2 separate regions of the Mus musculus genome follow, and region 1 is linked to region 2. Evidence: chromatin contacts called from public Hi-C data. All regions are on one chromosome and are shown on one strand. The core of a region is the stretch at or near the end of the contact, and the rest is flanking DNA. Distances in the headings are between cores, read along the strand shown. Region 1 has its middle 34 kb from the start of Cgnl1. Region 2 overlaps Cgnl1 (cingulin-like 1).

What was found. Hi-C and Micro-C count contacts between places; a contact is called where the count stands out from the background.
Region 1: a contact with region 2 is called in a Hi-C map of uterus, with 4 times the contacts expected there. The contact joins two enhancer-like sites. A contact is called at or near these places in 1 of 15 datasets of contacts at CTCF or cohesin (stem cell-derived epiblast-like cells), 12 of 484 Hi-C or Micro-C datasets (the AML12 cell line, embryonic stem cells, nephron progenitors and 2 more), 2 of 115 datasets of contacts at active chromatin or transcription factors (both in embryonic stem cells) and 1 of 9 other capture datasets (embryonic stem cells).

The regions. Positions count from the first base shown.
Region 1 is chr9:71,803,439-71,808,111 of GRCm38.p6, forward strand. It overlaps a transcript of Cgnl1 not described here. Among named protein-coding and RNA genes, the nearest start is that of Cgnl1, 34 kb to the left of the region's middle. Within about 2 kb of position 2,408, at least 55 of the 459 cell types and tissues checked have an H3K27ac peak or open chromatin away from gene starts, as enhancers often do. A contact at or near this core is called in uterus, where this site is marked.
Region 2 is chr9:71,735,941-71,740,683 of GRCm38.p6, forward strand. The region is part of intron 1 of Cgnl1 (cingulin-like 1); the gene reads right to left. Among named protein-coding and RNA genes, the nearest start is that of Gm51713, 28 kb to the right of the region's middle. Within about 2 kb of position 1,856, at least 18 of the 459 cell types and tissues checked have an H3K27ac peak or open chromatin away from gene starts, as enhancers often do. A contact at or near this core is called in uterus, where this site is marked.

The DNA of each region.
Region 1 (4,673 bases), core at 1,158-3,657, 68 kb after region 2:
TTTCCCCTCCTACAGGGGTTTTCCGGCTGAGGGTCCTCATCCAGCCCACTGCTGCCACAGAACTCCGGGAGGTCACCTCAGCATCTGGCTGGGGTGATCCAAGTCTCTCCACTCCCGGCCACCTCCACCCGGTCCTCACACTTGTTTGGAGCTCAGCTAGGCTCGGAGGCTGCACCTCTCTCTCCATCTATCTTCCCCAGCTAAGGCCCTAGGCCCGGAGGCTGCACCTCTCTCTCCATCTACCCCAGCTAAGGCCCCACCTGGGTTCTGCATGTCTAGCTTATGCCATTACTAAAACAGGAGGCTCTCAGAAGGGAGACTGTCACTTTGAGGCCACATACAGAAGCATAGAAAGAATGTGTGTGGAGTCTGAACATCCATCAACTCTTTCGGTGCAAACATCTGTTTGAAAGGAGACAGGAGCAGACACACTGTTTGCATCTCCTCTGTCCCTATTCCTCTGCCATAAAGGACCTGGGTTGGGAGATAGCTGGTAAACATCACTGGAGGCCACAAATCCGAGACTCAGAATCAGCAAGGGTAGCTTGTTCTAAGGCCTCTTGCTGTGGCTTAAAGTTGGCTTATTTTCCCTGTTTCTTTCCATAGAGTCTCTCTTTCTTTTTCTCTTTCTCTCTCCCTCTCTATCTCTCTATCCCTGTGTGTGTGCTTGTGTGTGCCTTTAGACAAAAGTCTCTCTCTCTCTCTCTCTCTCTCTCTCTCTCTCTCTCTGTGTGTGTGTGGGGGGGGGGGCTCACACGAGAGTTGTCCCCTAATCTCTTTTTAAAAGGTCATCAGGCTTGTTGAATTAGAGCCCACGCATATGACTTCATTTCGTCAGTAATGACCTCTTTAAAGGACTATGTGCAGTCGCATTCCAAGACACCAGGGTCAGGACTTGGTCGGTAAAAGGTGGAAGGGCACATACCATAATACCTGAGGACTGACATCATTTCTACAGACTGGAATTTAGAAATGAAATATGAAGGGGCTTCGGGTTGTTACCACTGTACCAAAGAGTTACAAACACTCAAATCCCTTTAAATCCCAGCTAAGTTTTAACAGCAGCAGCAGCAGCAACAATAACAACAACAACAACAACAGCATTTCTGTATGCACAGAGGTCTGCCTGTGGGGTTTACTGTAATATCTGTGTCCATGATGCTCTAGGCATCTGCATAAGGTGTTGCATAGAAGGGGATTTTTTTTCCTGAACACAGCAATAGTTCTTTAATGCAATTCTGTTTTGCTCTGCATCGATGTTTTGCCTGCACATATGTCTGTGTGAGAACATCAGATTCCACCTAGAACTAGAGTTTTAGACAGCTGAGAGCTGCCATGTGGGTGCTAGGAATTAAACTTCGGTCCGCTGGAAGAGCAGCCAGTGCTCTCTGAGCCATCTCTCCAGCCCCATGGCATTTTTAAAAAAAGCAGCATTTTATTAAGTTCTTGGATTATAGAGATGGTTCAGCTGTTAGGAGAACATACTGCTCTTGCAGAGGACTTGAGTTTGGTCGTTCAGAACCCATACCGAGTGTAACTTCAGCTCCTCCAGGCCAGACCTCCCCCCTACACACACACTCTCACACACATACACAGAGAAACACTCACACACACACACATACACAGAGAGAGAGAGACTCACACACACACACACACACACACACACATACAGAAAGAGAGAGACTCACACACACTCACACACACACACACACAGAGAGAGAGAGACTCACACACACAATACACTGATTTTAAGAAATGAAATGGTACTTCACAGATGGCTACTTACTATCATAAGATAGTTCTTTTTTAAAGGTATCTCTTTGGTTCTGTGGCTGCTTGTTTTGAGACAGCTTTGCTCTCCAGTCCACTATGGGTCCTCCTGACTCTGCCTCCCAGACACTGGGATGACAGGTGTATGCTCTTGGAAGCATCTCTTAAACTATAATCCACAAAGCTCAGGGTGGCACTTTGTATTGTTTTCACACAGCCCAGAGCCTTTCCAAGCGTCTCATTTTCCCTGCTATTAACAGCTTCTGTTATGCTAAGGCTGGTTGAAACTTTGGAGCAAAGGAAAGCGACCAAGTGCTGGTGGAGAGCTGGGTCCTCCCTCACAGAGCTGAAAGCAGGGATGGAGAGAGCAGAGTGAGGAGGGGGGACTGGACAAGGGGAAAGAGGACAGACTGCTTCTCTCACTGTGTGCCCTCTCCACCCTCAGTCATGCCAGGGTGCGGCTGCCTGGCCTGGGTAGGAAGCCATGCCCCTTGGTGTCCCTGGAAGTCCCCCCTCAGGGTGAACTGCCTGCAACACTACACTGCTTCGTCACCTGGACCCTGAGAGTCCCTGACCCCTCTCCTGACCCTTTGACATCAGTCAGACTTCCTCCTCATGTAACAGGAACCAGGAGTCTGAGACCAGTGACGCCTCAGTGACTCATGGCCTGCTCCCTAAAGAAGTTCCGGGCAGCTCACACTAGAGGTAGATAGTCCCACGGTGCTGGGACAAGCAGGACAGCTACTCCTTGCTGTTTTGACTTCCTGCTTCTTTTCCATAGCAGGCCTCCTGAATAATGGGCACATCTAAGGCTAGGCCAGAGCCAGCCTGGTGACTTGCCTGGGTCTCAGGCTCCTGTCCTTGCATGTCACCCTAGGAGCTTCCAGAATCCTAGAACCATGTGGCCAGTGAAGAAGGCTTCCTGTCCCACCTGTGTGAGACAGCCAGCCAGTCTCTTTTCCCTTCCAGTTCTCCAACTCCACAGCTCTCCAAGCCCTTGACACAGATGACATAAATACAGGCAAAGGGTGCTGCACTGTTTAAAGCTGCCTGGCTGGCCTAGATATGACCTCTGATCTTCCATCTCCAGCCCTGATTGACAGCCATCTCAGGATATGATGGGGAGTGGAGGTGGGCTTTGTGAAAGACCCCTGTTCTGTACCTGTGCCTCCGGACAAAGATAATACATTCAGAGACAGATTCAGGTCTCTAACAAGGAAAATAGTTACTAGACATAAAGAAATCTTTGTCAACTAGATGGGTTAGTAAGTGGACTGGCTCTTGTCCCTTATTATCAAATCGGGTCAGCACTTCATGGTCAAGCCAGTGTGGATCCAGGCAGGCTCAGTTAACTCTTCTGACCATTCTATACAGCCTTGACCCCTTGGGAGAGTCAGCCGTTGTGTGGTGGCACCACCTGGTGGTAATGTATGGAGTAACTCCTCCAGGGACTTGAGTTTCTGAAGACACTGTTAAACTGCTTTAAACCTGTGCAGGCCCTGTATGTACTGCCATAGTTTCTGTGAGTTCATATGTGTTTCAGCAGACAGGTTCATAGCACTGAAATGGGGAAGTGGACATGAGCTTCCCTTCCTAACAAAGAGGTTATTTCCAATGAACAACAGGAAAAAATGAATTTCTCCAATTTAGTCTCACTGAGTATATTAACTACAGCTAATAACAGACTCTGTTAGTGTCCAGCAGTGATGACCAACAGGAAATGAACTCAACAGCATTATTATAGGCTTTTTTGGTTCATATTTCTTAATTTGGGCCTGTTTGTGTGTGCACACGTGTGTGCACATGTTTATGTGTACGTGTTACTGCTTGCATACTACATTTTTTTCAGTTTTGTCTTTTTATTGTGTATGATTCTGTTTCTGTGCATATATATATGCATACATATGTGTATATATATATATATATATATATATATATATATTTGTGTGTGTGTGTGTGTGTGTGTGTGTGTGTATTTTAGTTTTTTCAAGACAGGGTTTCTCTGTATAGCCCTGGCTGTCCTGGAACTCACTCTGTAGACCAGGCTGACCTCTAACTCAGAAATCCGCCTACCTCTGCCTCCCAAGTGCTGGGATTAAAGGCATGTGCCACCACTGCTCAGCTTATTTGTTCTTTTTTCTTTTTATGTGTATTTGTTTTATAAAAACAAAGATAATGAAGGCTCGGAGATGGAGGAGTGGGGAGTGAAGGAGGATGCGGGGGGGGGGGGAGGTGCTGGGGGAGGGGGAGATGCTGGGGGAGGGGGAGATGCTGGAGGGGAAACCATGAGCAGAACAAATTGTGAGTTTTCAATGAACAAATACAACTTTAAAAGAAAAGAAATTTCAAATGAAAGGCTTTCATCTCCGTAAACACTGAAGCGCCTTGGTACCTTCCACAAATGTGTTATGGAGTGAACACTAGACTTAAGACGAAAAGATTTGGGCTCAAATCCCATTTTGATGGCCTGTTGTTATTTACAGGACTTAGGAAAGGTATCTTAGCCCAGCATCTCAGCCCCCGGTCGGCTTGTGTGCAGTAAAAATAACCACAGCTCTCTTGTGGGACTCTTGCCGTCTCACACACACTGACAAGCACAATACCTGATCTCTGACACAAGCTTGGCTGTCCTAGATCCCCACACCTTGGTGACTAGCCCCTGCAGCAGGCTCAGTGGTCCCCTCTTCCCTAAGTGGGATGTGTGAGTTTTGGTCCCTCCCGGGCAGGGGTGAGGTCAAGATGGAGAGTGGGTCTTCAGAGCTTGGAGCCTTCTGACCTCAGCCGTCGTGGTGCTCCACCTCCTCCAGCATGGGTTACAATGAGCAGTCAGCCTAGGGTCTGTTTATCTCTGCTAACCTCATCCCAGGGATCCTGGCCACAACGTGACCCCTGAGCCTCATGTT
Region 2 (4,743 bases), core at 606-3,105:
TTGTTCAAGGTGACTACTATAGTTGGTGACAGCAGGGACATTCTCTGGTAAAACCTTCCAACCTGGAACTCTTGTGAGAAAGAATATTATCCAAACCCTAACCCAAAGCCACCTGGCCCAAGGCCACCCGGCCATGCTGCACTTTACTCTCAACAACTATCCAGGTCCTAGTCGGCCTGGCTACCCATGGAAACACCCCGTGGTTTGGAGCGCCTGCCCCTGAGCCCAGCCTCATCTTTGGCTCTGGGCTCTCCCGTGTTACATATGGCTAGGCCTTTATTAAATTACACCTAGCAGGGAACCACATTTCAATGCACACATGTGTTGATGTGTTCGGGTGAAGTGTACACAGGAAAAGGACCATTCAATCTCCTTTCAGAGCAAGAACATGTCTCCAGTGGCCTCCAATTTCCAAGCACCAAATCATCTCTGAGAGCCTGGGACGCAGGTTAGAACTTAGGGTCTGCTGTGTCCCTTCCTACCCTGGGCCCTGCAACTGTAATATGTAATAAAGCATCCTTATTGTGTACAGATGTCTAAGCAAGGAAGGCTCACTGGCATAAAGGCATCATCTGATCCGTCCACTTTGGTTCTTTCTATAGCTCATGATTAAAATATTGTAACGTGACATACAACCACACTGCAGCCAAGTAGCAACATCCAGAGGTCATGCTATGATTGTTCAGTACCACTAATAAGTTCTTCCTAAGAGTCTGCTACCATGCTTGCCAGCCTTGTGCAGTAGTTACGTGGAGTGGTGAGGCCCTTGCCCCACAAAGTTTACACTGTGTAGGGAAAGAATAAACATGGACCAGACCAGAAGGCCGCTCTAAGAAGAGAACTTGTAGCTGGAAGGAAATTGCCAGCCTTGCAGGGAATCTCTCAAACCAAGCAGAGAGAGCAGTATGGACTAATGTTTGCAGAGAAACACAGATACAAACATAGACATAGACAGACAGACCGACACACAGAGTTAAAGACTCTATAAAGCTGATTGACAGATTAAATTTACAGTTACTGAGAGTTGGAATGTTGCAGATTCAGATCCAAATTATCTTGGGCTATCTTTAGCTCCCTTAATAGTCATCCATGGTCCACCCATTTGACTGACCTAACAGCCTATAGCTGCCATGTGACTTCCGGTATGTGTTAATACACTACTCCCTTCCAAGTGTCATCAAACACAGCTCCTGAGGTCTGCAACAGGGCCTCCCCACTTTGCTGTAACCTACCTACCTGCTGCTCTCAATGTCCTTTAAAACCATCTTGATTTTTACATAATTATAAATACTACATGAAGGCATTACCACACCAGACTATGGTACTGAAGGCAGCCTGAATCCTTATTCCTAGGCCACCGTCACTCATATCTTGCTCCAGAATAAATTACCTTGTATTCCTTTGAGGAGAGAGCTGTGTTTTCATGTCAACAACAGGCTTAGAACTCTGAGCCAGGCAAGTCAGAGGCTCAATGAGAAGATTGAGCCAGATCCCAGATAGAGTCAACAGAGCCTCACAAGACTCCAGGGTTTGCCAAGATTGGAGAAAACACCAGCAAGGCATTACAGAAACCCAGGCCTGGAGCAAGCACAACTTGGAAGTAAGTTTTGATCCTCAGAACTGCACAGACTAGGCATGGTTGTTAGGTCTGAAAAACCAGGACTTGGGACACTTGGGAAGCACAGGCAGGAGGATCAGAGTTCAAGGTTATCCTTAGCTGCATACTGAGTCTGAGGCCAGCCCAGAGGACTGTCTCAAAAGCAAAAAGGAAAGCTGACCTATAAGACAGCAACCTTCCTTCCCCACACTCTCTCCCTCCACCCCATGACAAATGCCAAACACAACCTGGTGCTCAGGAGCAGAGAGCTGAGCAGGATCAATATTAACTGGAGGGTGCATTACTTTCCCTCTTCCTCCTGGTAGTTAAGTATTGTGCTGAATAGATGCCAACTTTCAAAGGCTATAGCAAGATCAGCTACTGGGTACGGTGAAGGTTTAACAAAGAACGACAGTGTCAGCCCAGGGAACTACCTCTGTGCCTTGGGAGTGCCAGGAAAGACATCAATAAGATAATCCAAATACACAAAACAAAGTCACTCCTGTCTCTCTCCTCTACAGAACCCACGGCCCACCCTCCACCTCCTCCCATCTCCTGGAGATGAATGACAATCTACAAAGAGAAAAGTGTTCAGAGGTGAACACACCGGAACCTCCCTGCAGATGAGCCAATTTCAAGCTCCCAGCTCCGAGGTTTGGACATCCAAACTTCCGCTTAGGGATGCTCTTCTCCATCCATGTCATGCTATCGCTCACACCAGTCTTGTAACCATAGCAACTGGAGTCTATCCTCCACCCTCTAAGCCCAGCCCTACATGGGGTCCCTTGTCTTCACCCTACATCATCACAACAATCAACCCAATGGAACTCTTCAGATTGCAATAGCAGCGAAATTAACTCTTAAATGCACTCACTATGAACCTTGATGTCTTTGCTCTGAACATTAACCCACTCAGGACTGCAGCATCCAAAACAATCCTCTGGACATTAACCCAGGTGGAACATTAACACGCACCTTACGCCAGGTGGCTGACGTGCGCAGAAACCTGAAGACAGAAGGCATTTGAATGCCTGTGTTATTATTCCCTTAGGGACGAATTTATACTTTTTTTTTTTGGTATGGAAACCAAAGTATCCTTTTTTGTCTCTGGCACGTCTCTCTGATGGTGGCCTCTTGACCTCAGCTATGACCTCAGCAGACACCATGCTATGAAGTCTTAGACTAATGTACCTCGTGCCCTAACTGTCCTGACAGAGGCAGGAAGCAGACATTCTTACCAAAACAGGTGTCAAGTTGTGAAATAGAACAGGCAAAGTTTAAAAAAACACAAACTCTGCAAAGACAGGAAAGGGGAAATAAAAACTGAAGAGGGAAAAGAAAAAACACACACACACACACACACACACACACACACAAAAACACAAATGGAGACAAAGAAAGGAAATCCCTGCTTGGCAGTTTGGGGTTTTAAAGAAGTTGGTGCTGGAGAGATTGCTCAGTGGTTAGAGCACTGGTTACTTTTGCAGAGGACCCAGGTTTGGTTTTCCAGCATCCACATGGTGGCTCACGACCATCTGTAACTTCAATTCCAGGAGATCTGACACCTTCTTCTGACTTCTGTGAGCTTTGGAAACATACATGCTATTCACACATGCATGTAGACAAAACTCATACACATGAAACAAAATAAATCAATCTTTTTTTTTTTTTTTAAGAATTTAAATGACTTGTAGCTGGGAAGGTGGCTCAGTCGCTAAAGGGTTTGCCTTGATACCTGGAGGATCTGAGTTTGATCCCAAGAACCCACAGACTACGAACTACAGTAAGATAAACAGGTGCAGGCATACCTTTGTAACTCCAGTGCTGGGGAAATAGAAACAAGATGCTCCCTCGCTGGCCAGCCTACCTAGCATACTGGGGAGTTCCAGGCCAATGAGAGACCCTGCCTCAAATACAAGGTGTCACCATCTGAGGAATGCCAGCTGAGGTCAACCTCTGGCCTCCACATACACAGGCATGCATGTGCTTATACATACAGATGAATGCACATACACATAAAAAACCTGAAACAATATCACAAAAAGGAGGGAGGGGTACAGTTTGCAAAGTTAACCCTAGATCTGTGAGACCAAAGAACTAATTGTGCCTGCTGGAATTGGCCTAGTCATTTCCCACAGAGGGGCATGTGGACAACTCTGGAATCATGGTACAGGAACACCAAGACTGAACAGTAAAACTAATGGATATTAGGTGGAAGCCACTTGTTTCTCACTGTTGGGAGGAGAGGGGACATATGCGCAAAGGGAGAAGGCCAGAACGACCCATAATGTGAACAGTTAGAGTTGTAGACACGAATAGGAACTCATTTTTTATCTGCTACACAGATGACTACATGTGGAAATATTTAATGTGTCTGCATATGAAGGGCAACACACAGACACACACATACAGACACACACATACACCTTCTTTGTTATTTTCATCTGACAGAGCCCATAAATAGGAGCCTCACCCCTACCCTCAGGTAGCGACCATGATCTCAGTTTCATTTATTTATTTATTTATTTATTTATTTATTTATTTATTGGTTTTAGAGCTTTATTGTAGAAAGGCAGGGAGAAAGGAGAGAAGGTAGAGAGGCTGGCCGTGGCCACGTGGAGAGAGGGGGGAAGGGAGAGAGAGAAGGAGGGCTAGAGAGTAAGAAAGGTGAGGGCTTAAAGAGCATGATCTCAGTTTCTAATGCCAATAAATCCCCCATAGAAGGGTCCACAGCTCATTGACAATGTGGCTAATTCCAAGTCTAGGGCAGGGAATTCACAAATGGGGTGTGGAGCATTACAGAGAGCCAGACATCACAGAAGTGCTTACAGTGATAGTGGTGATGGCCATCAGAAAGGGATTAAGTCCTTGGGGAGCCAACTCACGAAGCTCAATGGCTACAGCTAGAACAAAATTATCTAGGACTTATCTATCCAGGGTATAAATTTCCTTAAAATTTATTTTATATTAGAGTGTGTATGTGTGTAAAACTAAACTGAATGATGTTAGAGGTAGGGTTGTAGTTCAGAGTGTGTTTGCCTAGCATACATGAGTCACTGAGTTTGATACCCAGCACTGATGGCCCAGGTGTGGTAGCACACACTTATAAACCGAACCCTGGAGAGATGGAAGCAGGAGGATCAGAA